6 separate regions of the Mus musculus genome follow, and all the other regions are linked to region 1. A link is a contact called in public promoter capture Hi-C and targeted proximity ligation data. All regions are on one chromosome and are shown on one strand. The core of a region is the stretch at or near the end of the contact, and the rest is flanking DNA. Distances in the headings are between cores, read along the strand shown. Region 1 holds the start of Ccdc166 (coiled-coil domain containing 166). Region 2 holds the start of Adck5 (aarF domain containing kinase 5). Region 3 holds the start of Mfsd3 (major facilitator superfamily domain containing 3). Region 4 holds the start of Cpsf1 (cleavage and polyadenylation specific factor 1). Region 5 holds the start of Lrrc24 (leucine rich repeat containing 24). Region 6 holds the start of Vps28 (vacuolar protein sorting 28).

Region 1 (2,816 bases), core at 244-2,743:
GTGTCGTCTTCAGCGTTTTCTGCCTCCTCCAACTGTGGGCTGAGAGGGGCCTGATCTTCCAACAGGGCTGTGGGAAGCTTGGAACTGGACTTTGCAGGTGTGTCAATTTCTGGAGAGACCTCACGCAAGGAGGGCTGTGGAGAGATCCGAGAGCCCTCGCGCGACCGCAAGGTACCAGAGGTCATGGATGGAACCCTGGAGCCCTTGCGTGACGGGGTCGCGGATGAGACACGCGAGTCCTTGCGTGATGGAGTCAGAGATGAGACTCGAGATCCTGGATGTGATGGACTCCGGAGAGCAATCACTGACCCAGCCTTCTGAGATAGGCCCGGAAGAGACTCACTGGACAATATAGATGGAGTCTTGGAGGGTCGGTGTGACAGATCCATGGATTGGCCCCGGGAGGTTGGAACTGACTGGGGCGTAGCCTGGGCTTTTAAAACGTGACTGGTTGACCCGATGCGCAAGCTGGGTTGGAGGCTTTGGGGTGGCTGCCAGAGCGGTGGCCCCCCGGGGCCCCTTTGCAACCAGCCGTGCATTTGCTCCAGGTTCTTCAAGTCCACATGCTCCCGGCGCAGCTGCTCCCGCTGCTCTAGCAGCTGCTGTCGCATGTCCTGCAGTAACTGGGTCCTCTGGAGAAGTCTCATGAGTTCTTGTCGGAGATACCCGTTGTCCGCCTTGAGGGCCTGTGCGTGGGAAATGAGGGAACGTGCGGCCTCCCGCTCGGAGCGGCGCGTCAGGGACTGCACTTGCAGCCGCGCCTCCCGCTCGAAAGCCGTCTTCTCATCTAGGAAGCGTCGCTTCACCCCGTGGAGGAGCTGCGTGTGCTCCACGCGCATGTGCAGCAGCTCGCGCTCCAGGGTCCGGATTCGCGCCAGCTGCTCCAGCTGCAGCTCCTACATGGGGTGGGGTGAGGGTTGGGGAGCAGGGGGCGCCGATCAGCGCACCGGTAGGGAGCGCGCCCATCCCTCTGGAGCCCGCCCGGTCCTCGGGGGGCGCGCGCACTGGCCTTGTAGGGCTGGAGCTCCTGCACCCGCTGCGTCATGTTTTCCGCGCGCTTCTTCATTTCCTGCAGCTGAGCGCGCACCCCGTCCTCACGGCCGTGGTAGAAGGACGCTAGCTCCGCTCGCTGCCACCGGATCTGCGCCAGATCCATGCGGTTCTGGTCTTCGACGCGCACGACGGCGTTGGCGCAGCGCAGAGCGTGCGCGCTCACGTAACCGACATAAAGCCGGTTCTCTTCGCGCAGGCGCTGCGCCTCTCTGTTCAGGAACTCGTTGTCCTGCAGCACCTCGTCGATCCGCTGCTCACAGGCCACCAGGCTTTCTGAGAGCAACGCGTACTCGCGCTGTAGGTACTGCGCGCGCTCCGAGAGCGGTTGCTCTGTAGTTTCCTGCTTGCGCCCCGCGTTTTGTCCGCGCTTCTTCTTGGGCGCCATGGCTTGAGGCCCAAGCCAACTGGACTCATGAGAGCGCTGTGCTCCACCCGCTCCCCCAGCTCAGTTACTCTCCCTTCTTAACCCGAAAATTCTGGAGAACTGCACCCTAGGTTCAAGGGTGTGTCTTCTGATTATGAGGTTCAGAGCAGGCAGGATTAAGGATCAGAGAGCACCGTGGCCAATCTGTATATAAGCGTTCCCTCCAGACCACAGCTTTCGCATCCTGGTGCGTAGCTCTAGGAATGTTGATGTCCAGCTTGAACAACCTCTATGGAGACAGAACTTGGTTGCAGTGCCTCGACCTCATCCCATTCTGTTGCTCTGGCAACGGCTTGACTCAATCATTCATTCCCTAAGGTTTCTTATATCCTTGCATGATTCTTCAGTTACAGTGTCGCAGGTCAGGCAGAACTTCAGCTTCAAGACACTGAACTAACTTCCAAGTGCCCAGCCTCCACTCACCCGGGTCTTAGTGCTCTTGCTTTCACTCCACTAGCTGCGCTTCAGGCCCCACAGCATAAGGGGACTCTCACCGACGCTCCCTCCTCTATCCAGCTTTGAGCGAGCTCTCCCCCTTTCCTTGTGAAGTCTTCATGCTCTCAGGATGAAGCCTCCCCACAACATTTGTTTATTTGTGGAGACAGAGTTTCCCTGTGTAACAAAGCTCAGGTTGTCCTGGACTCGCTTTGTAGACCAGACTGGCTTCAAACTCGCAGACATCAGCCTGCCTTTGCCTCCGGAGTGCTGGGATTAAAGGCATTCACCACCACGCTCAGCTCCACACAGCATTTCTAAGGGGACGCTTGGCATCTAAAGCCTTGATGGAATGCTACTACCTTTCAGATAAAATGCACGATGAACAACGGTCTTCATTTCATAATCCAAGCGCTGGAGACTCGGTAGCCAAACCAAAGGGAAACTTTATTTTACAGCCTTGCTAAGTCTGCGCAACCTATTGAAAGGGCAAAAGTAGCTAGTCTGCAAGTTTGGCTCAAAACAGTGATATATATATATATATATACACACACACACACCTATATATCCCCCCCCCCCTCCGAATTCCTCATTGGCTAGGTTCTTCAGGGAGGTAAAATTTTCCCTACTTCTCTGATTGGCATAGAAACTTTCCCATCCTTCTGGGGTTCAAAATCTCCCCCCCTTTCCATTTACATGGGCTCAGTCCCTTAGTAGATCTGTGATAAATTTAAAAGGGCCCACGTAGGAAGGTGCCAGATGCAAGCTAGAGAAGCCAGGGACCTAGTGCTTCCTGCTTGTCTGTGGGCCATTAATGAGTGCTAAGTGCCCCTCAGGTTAAAAATGGACTCTTTTGCCCACTTTTTATTTTTATTTTTTGGCCAGTGCACTTTTCCACGAGGCC
Region 2 (2,803 bases), core at 282-2,781, 590 kb after region 1:
CCTATCACTTGCACTGTGAGGTTTGAGACTTCCTGGTCTCTGAGCCTCTGTATTTTTGAGTTACTTTATGTATATATCCTGACATATGTCACCCAAAAATACACAGGCTTCCAACTGCTGCAGACGCTCAGGGACAGGCTGCTGGCCAAGACTGTATGATATAATGTTTGGAAAGGTTTGGGCTAAATAAGTATTCTGGAGTTGCTGGGCTACTTGGTTGCCCTGACTTTCCAACAGGTTCCTGGTAGCTCCCAGCTAGGTCTCCCTGGTTCGGGTGTGACCTCACAGGGCTGAGGACTTTGATCTGTTCCCTACTGTATATCTGGACCTAATTGCCACAATCTCTCTCCCCTGTGCTTTATAAGTAGCCCAGTCTCGGAACACCCATTTCTGCCTTTTCATCCTGGGCTCTGTGCACCCTGAATCCATTTTGTCCCTGACACATTGCTTTCCAGTTGCGCCCAGACATCTCAGCTACACGTACTTCCTAGGCTTGCAAGGACGTCCAGAATGAATGAACTGGAAGGAGGCCATTGCCTGACATCGTCTGGCTCACAGACTTTTGTGACCCCCTCATACAGCCACTCTGCCACCTTCCAGGCACTCCAAAGCCAATTGGGGACATGACATTATCTTAGAGCCTGCTTAGAGCCATGTTCAACCAGAAGGCAGCTTGCCAGTTCCAGTGGGTGGGTGGGGGGAGGCTCAGGTGACCTCAAAGAACCCAATGGTCAACATTAGGACAGTTGCTGAGAAGAGCACCCGTGGCTAGGGAAGCAGGAACTTCAGGGGAGTTCTGAGGAACCAGGTAGTAAGGACCCCTCCAGAGGAGGATTTGCAGAAGGATTGGGTATCACAGAGAGTGAAGAGTAGGGGGACAAAGAACCAGGACTCTTCACAGAGAAACCCTGTCTTAGAAAAAAAAAGAAAAGAAAAAACAAAACAAAACAAAACAAACCAACCAACCAACCAAACAAACAAACAAAAAAGAACCTGGACTCTAACTGACATAGTTGGCAAGAAAGCGAGGGTGTCTCTAGCTTTGGTGGCTGTCTCAACAGGTGTTGCCAAACTGCCTGTGCGAGCGAATACTGAGAGTTGTGAAAATGACCAAGTGTCAGCTTTGAGTTACACTGTCACTTTTCAGAAAGGAACGAGAGCCCGACAAAATTAAAGAGCCAATTCAAGGGTCTGGGAATATGGCTGAGTGGGTAAAAGGGCTACCCTAGGAAGCCAAGTTCCTGGAACAATGTAAAAAGCACTTCTAGAGTGAAATAGGAGTGGGAAGAGGAAAATTGCCCGCAAACTTAGCCTGGCTTGCACAGGGCAACAGAAATAAAACAGACGGTGGAAAGCAAGCACCAACCGACTCTTGAAAATTGCTCCATAACATTCACATACAATAAACAAAGGAAAACACTTGGTAAAGACTCATCACTTGGTGTCTCCCATGAGGCTATGCCCCGGGCGACCTCAAGGGGCCGCTGCACGCCGAGGCGGTCACGTCACGTTTTGGGGGCGTGGCCCTTCCACTCTACCCAGGTCTGTGTGGCGCGTGTGGGCCGGTGCGCAAGCGCATTGCCTACTCTTTCGCGGGGTCGTCTGGGCACCAGGGACGTCTGCGGCGAAACCGGGAAGAGAGCACTGCCGGGGACATGTGGCGGCCGGTGAGGACCCCGCCCCCGCACGCCCTGGTCCCTGACTCTGCGCTCCGCATCCCTGCGTTGGGATCTCTCTCTGTACCCGGAGGTTCTGGATCCAGTCCAGGCCCGGGCCCTGCCCATCGACCCCAAAGCTTTGGAGAACTCTGATTCCCGCTTCCTCTTTTTTTCCCCAGAGCCTTTGGGAAGACTCAGCATTATTTAACCTCACCCCAGGGTCCTCTTCCTTCTGCCTCTGTCCTCAGCGCATCCCTCGGGTCTCCCCGGGAAGCTGCTCTGTCCTCTCTATCAGCTTCTGGAAGGGAGACAACCCCATGATTCCCGCTGGGTTAGCATGCCCTCACTCCCTTAGCCCCTTGTTCTGGCCCTGGGGGTGTCCTTGCCTATTCCCTGCCCTTGGAGTATGGCCCTTCTTCAGTTGTGTTGTTTTTAAACTTCTGCGAAGTTGTTTTTCTAGTACATCTGGCCTTGTAGGTTTAGATAATGAGAGGCCAGGAGGTGGGTTAACGTTTGGCTTGCAGTGTACAGCCCTGCTGGGTGTGTGCTTTCTGATGGGAGTCCTGTTGCTCAGAGACAAGTTGCCTTTTACACAGACAGCACTTTACTGTAGCAAAAACTTTTCCACATATCCGTATTACTTGTCACTTACACCTCTAGACAGCCCTGGGAGTTTGTTTTGTTTTGTTTTGTTTGAGATAGGGTTTCTCTTGTTTTTGGACAGCCCTGGCTGGCCTGGAACTAGCTCTGTAGAGCTGGCTGGCCTCCAACTCAGAGATCCTCTGCTGGGATCAAAGCCATATGCTACCACTGCCTGGCTAGAAAGGCAAGGGTTTTTTTGTTTGTTTGTCTTAGTTTTTTTTGTTTTTGGCTCCTTGCTTACCCCCCTCCAAGGTTGGGGTATTTGGTTTTAGCTCTGGCTGTCCTGGAACTCACTCTGTAGAGCATACTGGCCTCGAACTCACAGAAATCTGCTTGCCTCTGCCACCCTAGTGCTGGGATTAAAGCTGTGTACCACCACCACCCTACCAGAAAGGGGAGTTTTAACCTCTGATTAGGAATTACTGCACAGTACAGTGGAGTCCTTGCAGGTTCCCAATAACAACGTCCACTTCCTCTAGCTCAAATCTCTAGGCTGTTACCTA
Region 3 (2,953 bases), core at 49-2,548, 720 kb after region 1:
GTAGACACTGCTGGGGTTCAACTTGTTTGGTCTGCAGTGTTCCTCTGCGGTAGGCAAAGCCGTCCTCCATCCCCTAAGTTTTGTGGTACTGGGGATTGGACTCAGGACCACTGAACTATATCCTGCCTGCCACCCCTTTAAACAGCTAAGGTATCCAGGGCAACCTAAACTCATTCTTCTCTTGCCTCAGCCTGAAGAGCAAAATTATAGGGGTTTACAATCATGCCCCAAAAGTAGAACCCATTTTATAGATGTGAACACTTAGATCCTGAGACTATCTGGAAGTGGCAGGATAGCCCCTCCGTGGAAGCAAGGCAGTGCCAGGGTGCTAGGACTTGGACACTGTGTCCAAACACAAAAGAAGTTCCACCCAGTTATCTACTATAATTGAGTCAGTTAACCCAAGGCCTCATTTAACAGTCTCATTGTGGACTTGGGAGGGCACAACTCTGAGAAGGGGGAGAGACTGGGCATGAGCCTTCCCTGCAGAGCCAGAATCACGTGGTCTGGACTAACTACCCTCACTGAATACTGAAAAGGAAGTGGGTATCACGGGCAATAGCTGACTAGGTCCTGCCCTTCCCCACAAAACTCCTGCTTCTGTGGTCACTGACCTGGGGGCAGCTCTGAAGCCACAGTCTCAGCAAGGAATGGGGAGCAGTGCTAAATGCATTGTGGGGCAAAGTATTGGCTCTGTGAGCTAAGTATTAGAAATGCTTCGGGAGCTGGGCGTGGTGAGCCCGCCAGTGGTGGCGCACCCGTTTAATCCCAGCACTTGGGAGACAGAGGCAGGAAGATACTGAGTTTGAGGTCAGCCTGGTCTACAAAGTAAGTTCTATAAAGAAAACCTATCCACACACACATAAAACCAAACAAACAAACAAACAAACAAACAAAAAACCGCTAAAGTGAAAATGCTTCTTCTGGAACGGATCTGGTATCCATTCAGCAGACAGGAAGATACCTTTGAGACCAGCCTGTTACCTCAGCTTCCTTCCTAGCCACTCACATCTACCCGCTGGCATTGTGAGCAGCAGGCTGTCGTGTCCAGGTTTGGCACGAGGGGCGCCAGAGCAGATGATTTGGGTCTGTGTAGGTATCAGTAACCTGCTTAACATTTGGGTTTTAGGCCAATTGAGGACTAGTAGGGGGTTGGCTCCACCCCCAGCCCGGGTTGCCCCGCCTCTCCCTCACCCTGACCCCTGCGCAAAGCATGCCGGTAGTTATGGGCTGTGCAAGACTGCGGTCCCACCATGCGATAGGACCGGTCTATCGCTCCGCATTTTTCTCCCAGCTTCGGTACTTCCGGGATTTCTGGTCCCAGTGTGCGTGTCGGGATTACAGCCTGACTGTCCCCGGCCCTATGTAGGAGGACCAGACCCTGACTGTTCATCCTGAGCCGTCCGATCCCACCACGAACGGGCCATGCATGGGAAGTTGCTGCCGCTGGCCGGCCTCTATCTTGTGCAGGGTCTGCCCTATGGACTGCAGTCCAGTTTGCTTCCCATTTTACTGCGGGCCCGTGGCCTCTCCCTAACGCGCGTGGGTCTAACCAAGGGATTGTATGCTCCATGGCTGTTAAAGCTGGCGTGGGCACCGCTGGTGGACAGGCGGGGCACCCCGCGGGTCTGGTTAACACTCAGCACACTGTCCCTGGGCTTGGTGTGTGGACTGCTGGCTGTGTTGCCTCCTCCGCAAGCTGGCCAAACAGGGCTACCTACCACCGTGATGGGGCTGCTACTGCTGCTGAATCTGGGTGCAGCGGTGCAGGATGTGGCTCTGGACACACTCGCTGTGCAACTCCTAGAGCCAAAGGAGTTGGGACCTGGGAACACTGTACAGGTGGTCGCTTACAAGCTGGGATCAGCACTGGCTGGGGGTGGACTGTTGGTCCTCTTCCCCACTCTCTCTTGGCCACTGCTCTTTTTGCTCCTAGCTGCCACCTACTGGCTGGCTGCTGCCTTAGCCTGGGCTGCACCAGCCTTGGGAAGGCTGCCATGGCCTCAGGCCTCAGAGCATACACCCCACAGCTCCTATCTTCTACAAGATTTGCTGGCTGTGCCTGGGACCCTCTGGACAGCGGGCTTTGTGCTCACCTACAAGCTGGGTGAGTGAGGCCTGCAGTTAGTTACCATCGAGCTTAGAGCCCAAACTCTATGTTGGTCCCTAGGGCCCTGAAACCCACTCAGGGGACTGCCCTATGCTGGAATACCAGCCCAGAGCTCTGTAGCTCAGTTTTGTTTCACCTCTTAACTTCCCTCAGCTCCAGCCAATGCCCAGCCCTTTCTCTTCTAACATCTGGGGCCCATGAAAATGAAGGGGACCAGGGGCCTGACTGGTTGGAGTACTGAGGCTCCTGGAAGAAAGACTGGGGCCATCCTTGCTTACGGTCTCCTGTAGGTGAGCAGGGTGCTGGCAGCCTGTTTCCACTTCTCCTGCTGGACCATGGTGCTTCTGCCTCAGACTTGGGGCTATGGAGTGGCTTGGGTGCTGTGACCTGCTCCATTGCTGGCTCCTCCTTGGGTGGGGCTCTACTGGCCAGGCACTGGTAAGCACTCCCCAACCCTAGCCTGACCCTCAATTCCACCGGTGTCCCAGGTGATCTTACCATAGCATCTCTCAATTCCCACCCCAGGCAGCCACTGAAGCTGTTGAAGACAGTGCTGCAGCTCCGCCTTGGGAGTTTGGCTTGCCAGACTGCTCTGCTCTTCCACCTCAACAGCCCAGGGGCCAGCGTGGACCCTGGCACAGTCATGAGAGGTAAGAGGTGGACATTGGGGGGTAGGGGGCAGGAACCCAGGCTCCCACTGACCTTTCTTTGTTCTTCCAGGGGCAGTTTTGCTAAGCCTATGTCTACAACAGTTTTTTGGGGGTGTGGTCACCACTGCCACATTCACTGTGATGATGCACTGTAGCCAGCTAGCACCCAGAGCCCTGCAGGTAAGAGGGAAGG
Region 4 (3,060 bases), core at 224-2,723, 630 kb after region 1:
CCAGGCCACCATCTTGCCTAATGGCTACAGCCACTTCTTGACCATCTTTCTTGGACCTCTCTCCAACATAAGTTGGGTAAGATTATTTCATTGCCAAAACTTCCTGCTTGGAGAGTGTGTTGTGGAGGCCCTGCCCTGTTACTTCTTACCCGTTCTTTCCCTTCCTTCCTCCTTCCCTTAGCCTCTACCACAAAAACTTAACTTTCCTTGAAACCCCTTTGCCTAACTCCCACATACTTCCCCCACACTTCCTTGTCTATTTAAAACACATCTTCTATGAAGGTGAGATTTCCCTGTCCAGTTCTGCCACCCCAGTAAACTGCATGTTGGCAGTAATGCACAGCCATCAAAAGCACTTGTTGCTCTTACAGAGGACCCACTTGATGGCACAACTATCCATAATGCTGACCTCCATGGACACCAAGAATGCATATGGTGTACATACATATATACAAGCAAACACAAATGAATATGAATAAGTCTAATTTTTTAAAAAAAGCATCTGCCTTCTTGGCTTTTTTGCTTTGTTTTTAGACAAGAGGTTCACTATGTAGCCCTAGATGGCTTGGAAATAGTTTAAACTGGAACACCCAGAAATCTGTCTGCTTCCACCTGGGATTAATGGATCGAACTGGGATTAAAGAGCCACGGAAATTGCCTTTTTTTTGGGGGGAGGGGGGGAGGGCTTCCTGAACCGCTTGCTGTCTCTCTAGCAACCAAAACACCCCCGTTATCAATGTACTGATGAATTCATTCCACATTACTACATCTACTGACAATAGTCTGTCCCCGAGAAACATCCAGCCTTGCTCCTTTAGGAAGAAACGTTCTTCCACAACAAATCTGCTCAATCTCAGAAAGAGCTCTGGTTGTTTTGTACAGAAACACCCAGTCTCCTTCATTGGGTCTTACTCCTAGAGAGACACTGTGGCCGTCTGTGTGTGGCAGTATTGACTTCCTAAAGAATCATCGCCCTCAAGGGTTCACTGGCTTGTCTTTGCTGCTAAGCTCGTGGAAGGTGTGCAACAATCTCCTGAAAATCGATCTCCAAAGAACAAGCAGTAGACCGCGGGCAGAGGTGTCCGGGCAGGGTAGGATGAGGCCAAACAACGAGGCAGCGATGAACTGGCTCTGGGGCCCAAAGACCCTTGGCAAACCTCAGCTCCTGCACTGGGGAACCTGCCGAATGACTGCGGCACTGCCTCGACACGGCCTACCTCGGCGTCGCGGTTCAGGCGGTACACATAGAGCTGCGAGGTGCCGGCCACCACGAGGTTGCGCTCACTGTTGTTGAAGAAGTTGCAGTACATGGTAAACTCCAGCCCGGTGGGCGGGTGCGCCTGCTTGTACACCGCGTACATGTCGCCGCCACTGTCACGCCGGAGCCGCCGACTCGGGGGACAGGGACGGCAGCGGACTCGGTCCGGCCGCGCGCGCCAACCCAGCCACCGGGTTCCGAAGTACTGCGCCTGCGCTTCCTGCCCGGACCGCCTTCTAAGAGGACCAGGTGGTTGAGAAGCAGGGTTCCGGGCCGCTTCGCATCTGCGCCTGCGCGCCGTGGCTGCGAGCGAAGAGCGGCCCCTAGTGGCCTAGCTTGATAAGAACTGACGAGCAAGCGTGGTGGCACATGCCTTTTATCCCAGCACTTGAGAGAGGCAGGCATATTTCTGAGTTCAAGGCCAGCCTGGTCTACAGAGTGAGTTCCAGGACAGCCAGGGCTACACAGAGAAACCCCGTCTCGAAAAAAAAAAACAAGAAAGAAAGAAAGAAAAAAAAAAAGGACTGATGAGCCTCGTCACAGAGCTGGAGGGTGCTGGACCTCTGCTTCCTTCTGTTCTGTACCCTTCAAGACTTGCCTCATTAGCTAAATCCCAGAAAATAAAACAAGGGTATATAGGCTTGGAAAAGGATACAGAAACATGCAATATCGCCACCCCACTCTGTAGATGAGGTGATGTGGTAGATCACCCCTGTATCACACTAAAGATCTCTTTTTAATTGACTCTAGCTGCATATGTATCAAAAGGTGGCCTAGTTGGCCATCACTGCAAAGAGAGGCCCATTGGACTTGCAAACTTTATATGCCCCAGTACAGGGGAACCCCAGGGCCAAAACGGGAGAGTGGGTGGGTAGTGGATTGGGGGGGTGGGTATGGCGGACTTTTGGGATAGCATTGAAAATGTAAACGAGGAAAATACCTAATAAAAATAAAATAAAATTTAAAAAAAAAGATCTCTTTTAAAAAGTATTTTGTTGGCTGGGCAGTGGTGGTGTAAGCCTTTAATCCCAACACTTGGGAGGCAGAGGCAGAGGCAGGCAGATTTCTGAGTTTGAGGCCAGCCTGGTCTACAAAGTGAGTTCCAGGACAGCCATGGTTATACAGAGAAAACTTTTCTTAAAAAAAAACAAAAACAAAAACAAAAAACAAAAACAAGCAAGCAAAAGAAATTATTTTTTTTTCTTTTTCTTGATTTTTGAGATGAGGTCTCAACTACATAGCCCTGGCTGTCCTGAAACTCTGTAGACCCAACTAGCCTCGAATTCAGAGTCTACCTCCCAAGCCCTGGGACGAAAGCTGCCCAGACATGCTGGCACATATATACATAATTTTTTAAATATTTATTTTATGTATATGATACACTATAGCTGTACAGATAGTTGTGAACCATCATGTGGTTGCTGGGAATTGAACCCAGAACCTCTGCTTACTCCAGCCCCAGAGATTTACTTATTATTATATGTAAGTACTCTGTAGCTGTCTTCAGACGCACCAGAAGATGGAGTCAGACCTCATTACGGATGGTTGTGAGCCACCACCTGGTCGCTGGGATTTGAATGCACGATCTTCAGAAGAGCAGCCAGTGCTCTTAACTGCTGAGTAATGTCTCACCAGTCCTACATAATTTTTAAAATAAAAATCTTTCTGGGCTACACAGAGAAATCCTGTCTCAAAAAAAAAAATCTTGAAAAACAATACTCTTAAAATCTGTGACATCGGGCTGGTGAGATGGCTCAGTGGGTAAGAGCATCTGACTGCTCTTCCAAAGGTCCGGAGTTCAA
Region 5 (3,019 bases), core at 448-2,947, 740 kb after region 1:
TACCTGGGACCCCCAAGAGTCAAAAGAAGGCATTAGATCCCCTGGAACTGAAGTTAGGATGGTTGTGGTGAGCCATCACTTGGGTGCTGGGAATTCACACCCAGCCCTACCCCCACTAAGACAGGTTCTCTTTCTCTGTGTCCATGACTGTCCTGAAACTCTAGTAAAACAGGCTGGCCTTGAACTCAGAGATCCACCTGCCCCTGCCTCTTTAGTACAGATTAAAGACCTGGGCCTCCATACCTGACTGTTACTTCTAATTGTTTTGAGCCAGGGTCTTGCTATACTTGGACTGGAGATCCTCTAATCATGCTTCCAAGTGGCGAGATCACAGGGTTGCACCACCACACCTGGCTTTCCCGGGTGATTTTAGAGAACAGAGGGATAAGACAAACAACAGGAAAATCATGCCTTGGCCCCACAGCTGGTTCGAAGCGGGGGCTGTGTCTTTGGAGTAGAGGAAGGTATGTGTCACATCTGGCTGGGATGTGGGGAAAAACCTCAGGTCATCCGCTGGTTTCTAACTTTCTTCTTTCCTCCCTCTGGGGATTGGCCTCAGTCTCTCCCGCACACCAGTCACAGGCTTTAAGCACACAATACACTGAGTTCCACTCCTATCACCGCAACTGGGTACCTAGCTTTCTAAGAATGTGGGAGCAGTGACCTCTGAAACTGTCAAGAAATGCACTCTACAGGTTACTGCATGTCCCTGGGTACCTAGAGACAGGAGGACTGGGGTCTAGTTCTAGCCACGATGAGCTCAGTTTTAATGGTGATGCCCGAAGCTGAGAAGCCTTAAGGAAGATAGGACCAAGGGTGCACTGTTCTCTAGTCTCCAGCCTCATTTGGCATGGTCTAGTGTTTTAATACTCGCCGATTCACCAGGTCTTCTTTGCTCTGAGTCAAGTTGAATTGTACTAAGTGGCCTTGGTGTTTGTCTCAATTTTGCACCAATTGTAAGTCACATGATCATTTAAAGTCAATAGAGATGAGGCAGCACAGCAGTAAAGTTTTAATGGAATAGCTTTGGCGCAGGCAAAGGCAGTTCCTAGATCTCAGGACATGTGGAGCCCCAAGAAGTGGGGACGCTTGCTAGGTTTCTGGGTTTTATTTCCTGGAACACGAATGACTGGTTGGTCCCTGGCTCCAGGCCTTGCACAGCTGTTCAGCCTTCAGTAGCAAAGCCTTGATCTGTGCATTAGGGATCAGAGCTGCTGCTTATGCAGAGGCCCAGATGTGCACCAGAGCAAGACAGCCATGTCAGGAATAAGGGCCCCTTATTAGATGAGCCCAGCAGAGATCCTTTTATCAGGACATGAACCTCTAATCCTGAGCAGGAGTGGGGTGTCGGTCTCTTGGATGCCTATCTAGGCGGGAAGAGGGTGGGGAGGAGTCCTGTGTCCTCTGTCGGGCCCAGCGGAGGTCTCTGGCAGCCCCTGCGATCCGGCGCTTTTAAGCAGCACTACCTCCCCTAACCGCCCCCTCCCGTTCCAGTGGGTCCGAGCCTGCTCATTGAGGGTGTGGTTTCCATCCCCTTCCCACTGCCAGATCCTATGACCTTTTCTCGGTGAGGCAGTCAGAACCTAGAGGGTCCCGATCCCGCCCCCAAGCCCGGTGACCTTGGGCCAGGATCTCCCCCCACCCCCTCACCTGCTCCAGTGGCGAGCGACTCCCCGCGGTGCTTGCGGCTGCAAGACTGGAGAAGCGGAGGGGGGGGTTGGGGTGGGCGCGCACGCGCACCGGCCCACGCGCGCCTTGCGCCTGCCGCCCTGCCTGACGTGACCAGCGCAGGCCAATCCGTGGGACGCAAAGCCGGTGTAAGGGTTAGAGGTGGCCGAGAGAGGACCTCTGTAGGGACAGAGGATAGCAGGGCAGCACCAGAACCTTGGACAGCGCCAACCACCCTGGGCTCACCTCTGCGCGCACGCGCTCTCAGTCACCAGCGTGCAGGTGACAGCGGACATCTAAGTTAATCTAGAGTGTTGGAGCAGAGGGGTAACCTGCGAGTACTACAAAACCCAGAGTTTGCTCTAACCCTCCCCACACAGCCCCAGCTGGAGTCTCAGGGCGGCGGGGCAGCGGGCAGCAGCGGGGCCAGATCCATAGTTAGGGCGATGCGGCGACCTTGCCAGTGTACGTGAGAGGGGACCGTAGGGGAGCTAGGCCCATACTCGAAGCAAGCGCTGAGCTCGAAGGCCAGGGCCGAGCGCACTAGACCCACACCGCCTGCGCGCTCCGGGGCCGGGTGGTACAGGCGCCCATTGGCCGCCAGGGGTAGCAAGCGAGCCGGCTCGAAGGGTATCGCCAGCGCCTCGCCACCGCCACAGTAGGAGAGACGAGGTGACTCGCTGTCGGAAGCCAGGAGGTGCGTGAAGACCACTGGCCGGTCTTCACAGCGCAGGAAGTTACGCTCTCTGCCGCAAAGCGAGAGGAAGGGGAAGGAAGCCTCGTAGCGCCCGCTGTGGTTGGGTCTCAGACGGGAGAAGAAAGTGACCAGGAACTGCAGGTCTGTGGGAACAAAAGGCACGATCATGCTCGGTGACCCAGCTTCCCCGACACGCTCCTTTTCCTGGGAATACCAGCACTGGCACGAGACAGCGGCCCCCCCTCGTGGATGGTGCCTTCCCTCAGAGTCGGGGAGCCGAGGCCCTGAAGGGTAGAGAGAGACACGAGGGAGCAGTGCAGTAAGCAATACCTTTGAAGCAGGTGATAAAGTTCTTCATTTTGGAGTCATCTAGGAAAAGCTGCAGAAGGGACACAGTGGACAGTAAGTCCTGGCAAGAAAGCCGGTGGTGTTCGCTGTCCTTGCTTTTCTGTCTAATGTGTTCAGGGGGGCATGTGGAAGGGCCCTGCGGACTCTCCCCACATCTACAGACAGGTTTCCAGGGTTGCAGCCCTCACCCCTTTTTCTACAGCAGGTTTGACAGCCGCTTGTCCCTAGCAATCGCGAGCAAGCACTCGGCTCTGGGACTGCTGCTAGGACAGGCTAGTGTGCGCGGGATTACGATGCGGTGAAAGC
Region 6 (3,136 bases), core at 472-2,971, 640 kb after region 1:
GGCCAGCCATGGAGGCTGGATGGGTGCAAGTGTGCATGTGTGCGTATGTGTGCATGTGCATGTGTGCGTGGCAGCTTAGACTTACTTCTCCCGCTCCCGAGCATTCTTGTAGAGCTTTACTTCCTGTTGGAAAAGCAGGCAAGAGTCAGTCAGCATCTCCAGGCGTGGTTATAGAACCAGTGACAGCCACATGGTGTTTGCAGTGGCCAGGTGAGGATCTGCTACCTACCTCATACAGCTCCGGCTTGTTCCCAGGGGCTGCAACAGAGCAAGGAGGAGCTGACAAGGGTGACCCCAGGACAGGCCCACTTCAGTTACGTCCCAAGAAGGTGTCTCCCATGCCATGTATCACAGAGCTCAAAGGGAAGCACAGAATAGGGGCTCCAGCCTCACCTCCTACCAATATGGCCTCTAAGAGGCTACATACAGATTGCTAGGTTTAGCTCTCTTCCCCCGCCAACATGACTGTAGTTTGTACACAGAACCACAACTTGGTACAAATAAAAGCCTGTCAGATGCTTCACACATGCAGTTGGAGACCCAGAGTTGCTCAGGATGCCAGAGGTTCTGACCACATTGGAGTATATTCTCGCTCCCCAGCAGGGTATTGCAGGGGCCCTCAGATTCCCACCAGAAATAATTCTGGCCCTAGTCATTACCCAGGGCCTAATGACTACGGGATGGACGTAGCAGTGTGGTCCTTTCCCAACAGCCCCTGCAACAGGGAAAGCCTTGGCTCCTCCCCTTCCTCCCAGTTTAGCCTACACTCACCTCCAACACCAGGAGTAGCTGGGATCCCGTGGAACATCCTGCAGGCCCAGGCAGCTATACAGCACAAGAGACCTGGAAAGCAGAGCCAACACTAACTCAAGGGTCCCCTTACACCTTAAGAACTGGGCTCTGGAGATCAGAGCGTTGTGAACAGCTTTCCTGCTCTCTACAGGAACGGCACAGGATGCTAAAGGACTGTCATGGGGGAATGTCATGTCAGGCTTTGAGGATGAACATCGAGTGCCATGGGAGTCCTGCCTGTTAGCTGGGTTAGGGTAGGGAAGAGTAGCTGTTAGAACTGGGGCAGCATCTTGGGCACAGGGGAAGGGCATTGTTGCAACATCTTTCAGTGGAAATGAACTGAGACTAGGTGTCCGGGGCTTTCTGTGTGTGAGGGAAAGTGTGGAGGTAGGTTTTACCCTAATCTGTGGGAGATACTGGAGAAATGAATAAGGGCAAGCTTATTGGTTGATGCGGCAAAGTGGCGGAGGCAAGGCCCAGGATAGGTCCTGTCTAATAAGGAAGCCAGCCCAGACACGCCTCAGGATTTGAAATGGGGTGAAAACAAATGTTCAAGGAAGATGGTCAAACTGAGATGGAGTGGCTTGAGGAGCAGCGAGAGCTACCGAGGTCGCAGGAGCTAGGAATAGCCGGCGGAGTCGCAGAAGAAAGGTGGGTACCCTCACAGACAGGGGAACCTGAACTGTGGACCAGCAATGCCACTTGACAGCGCCCATCACCTACTGAGACACTGGCCGCGCGGCAAGGGCCGCTGAGCCCCAGAGGAGACGGGACCGGGACACCTAGACCAAAGGGTTCCTATGAAGAGGGGACCCGGCCACCGCCGCTGTGTACCTGGGGCGTTTGGAGTCCCGGAGATGGCGACAGAAGCTCGGTGCTCGCTTTTTCCGCCTGCGCCTGCCGGGAAACCCGATCGGCAGCTCGGCACTCATCCTCTAACCTTGAGCCTACGCACATAGCAAGCCAAATCCATTGATCGGCACTCGGCTTTTTTTGCCTGAGCTTGCGCTCTGGAGTAGCTCCGCCTGTCAAGGCTTTTACAGCTCACATCGCCCACCCTTTTCGCAGAGAGCTGACACAAATGAGATAGCAGCATAGTTTATTAAGGTTTTTCTTTTTCTTCTGGAGGAAACGGCAGGACTAGGATCAGAGGCATTTAAAGAAGAGCTTGGAACTTTGGTCCATTGTGCACGCACCCTCTGGCAGTCTCTGACACACCGAGTCTCGGTCTTTGGTGCTCAGGTCTTTGGTGCACAGTTGCAACTCCTGCAACTGCACGAAGATCTTGTCCCAGAGGTCAGAGTTCAGCGGCCCTTGAATAGAGCAGCCTGTGGGGGTGAGGAGGAGGTAGGTTTAACTTACACACCCACAGGAGGCATAGTGCTTATGTTGTACCTCGGAGCCTACATTTTGGCTTGTCCCATCATAAAAAGGACTCAATATATCTGTATACTGTGGGCCCTCGGATCTCTGGAGGCTAGTGAATGCCAGGCCTTGATCAAGTCAGAGATCCCAGTAGGCTCAAGGTTGTCAGGGAACTGGATGAAGCGCACAGCTGCCAGAAATACCATTGTGTTGGGAAGAGGGGGTGAGATACAGGAAAAACCCAGGGACTCCCCTGTGCTCAGTTTTTATCCTCCAGGGGGAAAGGCTGCCACCCTCAAATCTCAGCTGGGCAAGGCAGTGGCAGGCCAGGCCATCAGGCACACTTATAAGGTGGAGAGTGCGTTGGTGTAACGGGACAAGCTAGCTTATTAGTAGATAAGGCAAGGAAGGAGGGAGGGGGGCAGGTTGAGAGAGCAAGCACCCCTTAAGCGGAACTTGGATCACTGACTGGTGGACAGGAATGAGGAAATAAGGTTTTCTGCAAGTAACAATGATTTGCTACCCTCCTGACCCAGAAAACCCCGCAAAAACAAAAGGTCCAAATCATGCCTGCCCTGGTGGCATCCGCCTTTAATCTCAGTCCTCTCCAGGTAGAGAGGAAACTTTACAGAGCTCCAGAACAGCCAGGACTACACAGAGACACCCTGTCTCAAAAAACAACAAACAATTTGCCACTCCAAAAGGAGGTTCAAATCTTCATGATCATTTTAAGAATACCCGAGGAGCTGCCTAGGCTGTGAGGGGGTGTGCATGTGTATCTGAAAAATGTCACTTTAAAGAAGCAATGTGCATTGTTTCAGAGGTCTGTCTATAAAGGTGGAGTTGGAAAATGTTTGCCAGGCCAGTCAGTCAGTGGCCCCCAAAGAAGTTTTGATATATGTTCTCTTACAAAGTTTGGATATATGTTCTCTCTGGTCACTGTTGAGTTTTTATGGTGAACTAACCCATGGGTTCCCCC

The links. Promoter capture Hi-C pulls out the DNA fragments that hold promoters and counts their contacts.
Region 2: a contact with region 1 is called in a targeted proximity ligation map of pancreatic cancer cells. A contact is called at or near these places in 1 of 39 promoter capture datasets (second pharyngeal arch cranial neural crest) and 1 of 130 datasets of targeted methods (pancreatic cancer cells).
Region 3: a contact with region 1 is called in a promoter capture Hi-C map of liver, with 4 times the contacts expected there. A contact is called at or near these places in 4 of 39 promoter capture datasets (cranial neural crest, liver, neural stem cells and 1 more), 1 of 484 Hi-C or Micro-C datasets (CD8 T cells) and 3 of 130 datasets of targeted methods (bone marrow-derived macrophages, microglia and pancreatic cancer cells).
Region 4: a contact with region 1 is called in a targeted proximity ligation map of pancreatic cancer cells. A contact is called at or near these places in 1 of 39 promoter capture datasets (liver), 1 of 484 Hi-C or Micro-C datasets (neutrophils), 1 of 130 datasets of targeted methods (pancreatic cancer cells) and 3 of 9 other capture datasets (liver, macrophages and pancreatic islet).
Region 5: a contact with region 1 is called in a targeted proximity ligation map of memory CD8 T cells, with 92 read pairs. A contact is called at or near these places in 3 of 39 promoter capture datasets (cranial neural crest, liver and pre-B cells), 2 of 484 Hi-C or Micro-C datasets (CD4 T cells and CD8 T cells), 2 of 130 datasets of targeted methods (memory CD8 T cells and microglia) and 1 of 9 other capture datasets (adipose tissue).
Region 6: a promoter capture Hi-C map of liver shows a contact between it and region 1, with 6 times the contacts expected there. A contact is called at or near these places in 3 of 39 promoter capture datasets (liver and pre-B cells) and 3 of 130 datasets of targeted methods (bone marrow-derived macrophages, embryonic stem cells and pancreatic cancer cells).

What each region holds. Positions count from the first base shown.
Region 1 is chr15:75,980,792-75,983,607 of GRCm38.p6, forward strand. Ccdc166 (coiled-coil domain containing 166) reads right to left here and starts at 1,494. Exons shown (of 2, transcript NM_146059.2): 1 at 1,010-1,494; 2 at 1-896. The coding sequence starts at 1,438.
Region 2 is chr15:76,574,828-76,577,630 of GRCm38.p6, forward strand. Adck5 (aarF domain containing kinase 5) reads left to right here and starts at 1,532. Exons shown (of 15, transcript NM_172960.3): 1 at 1,532-1,667. The coding sequence starts at 1,656.
Region 3 is chr15:76,700,244-76,703,196 of GRCm38.p6, forward strand. It overlaps Mfsd3 (major facilitator superfamily domain containing 3), which reads left to right and starts at 1,299. Exons shown (of 5, transcript NM_027122.3): 1 at 1,299-2,107; 2 at 2,401-2,548; 3 at 2,636-2,760; 4 at 2,831-2,940. The coding sequence starts at 1,426.
Region 4 is chr15:76,606,118-76,609,177 of GRCm38.p6, forward strand. It overlaps Cpsf1 (cleavage and polyadenylation specific factor 1), which reads right to left and starts at 1,474. Exons shown (of 37, transcript NM_053193.2): 1 at 1,218-1,474. The coding sequence starts at 1,361.
Region 5 is chr15:76,720,476-76,723,494 of GRCm38.p6, forward strand. It overlaps Lrrc24 (leucine rich repeat containing 24), which reads right to left and starts at 1,698. Exons shown (of 6, transcript NM_198119.2): 1 at 1,651-1,698. C030006K11Rik (RIKEN cDNA C030006K11 gene) reads right to left here. Exons shown (of 3, transcript NM_145472.2): 2 at 2,696-2,744; 3 at 990-2,508. The coding sequence ends at 2,063.
Region 6 is chr15:76,624,363-76,627,498 of GRCm38.p6, forward strand. It overlaps Vps28 (vacuolar protein sorting 28), which reads right to left and starts at 1,722. Exons shown (of 10, transcript NM_025842.4): 1 at 1,627-1,722; 2 at 772-843; 3 at 230-258; 4 at 86-123. The coding sequence starts at 808. It overlaps Tonsl (tonsoku-like, DNA repair protein), which reads right to left. Exons shown (of 26, transcript NM_183091.3): 26 at 1,875-2,120. The coding sequence ends at 1,939.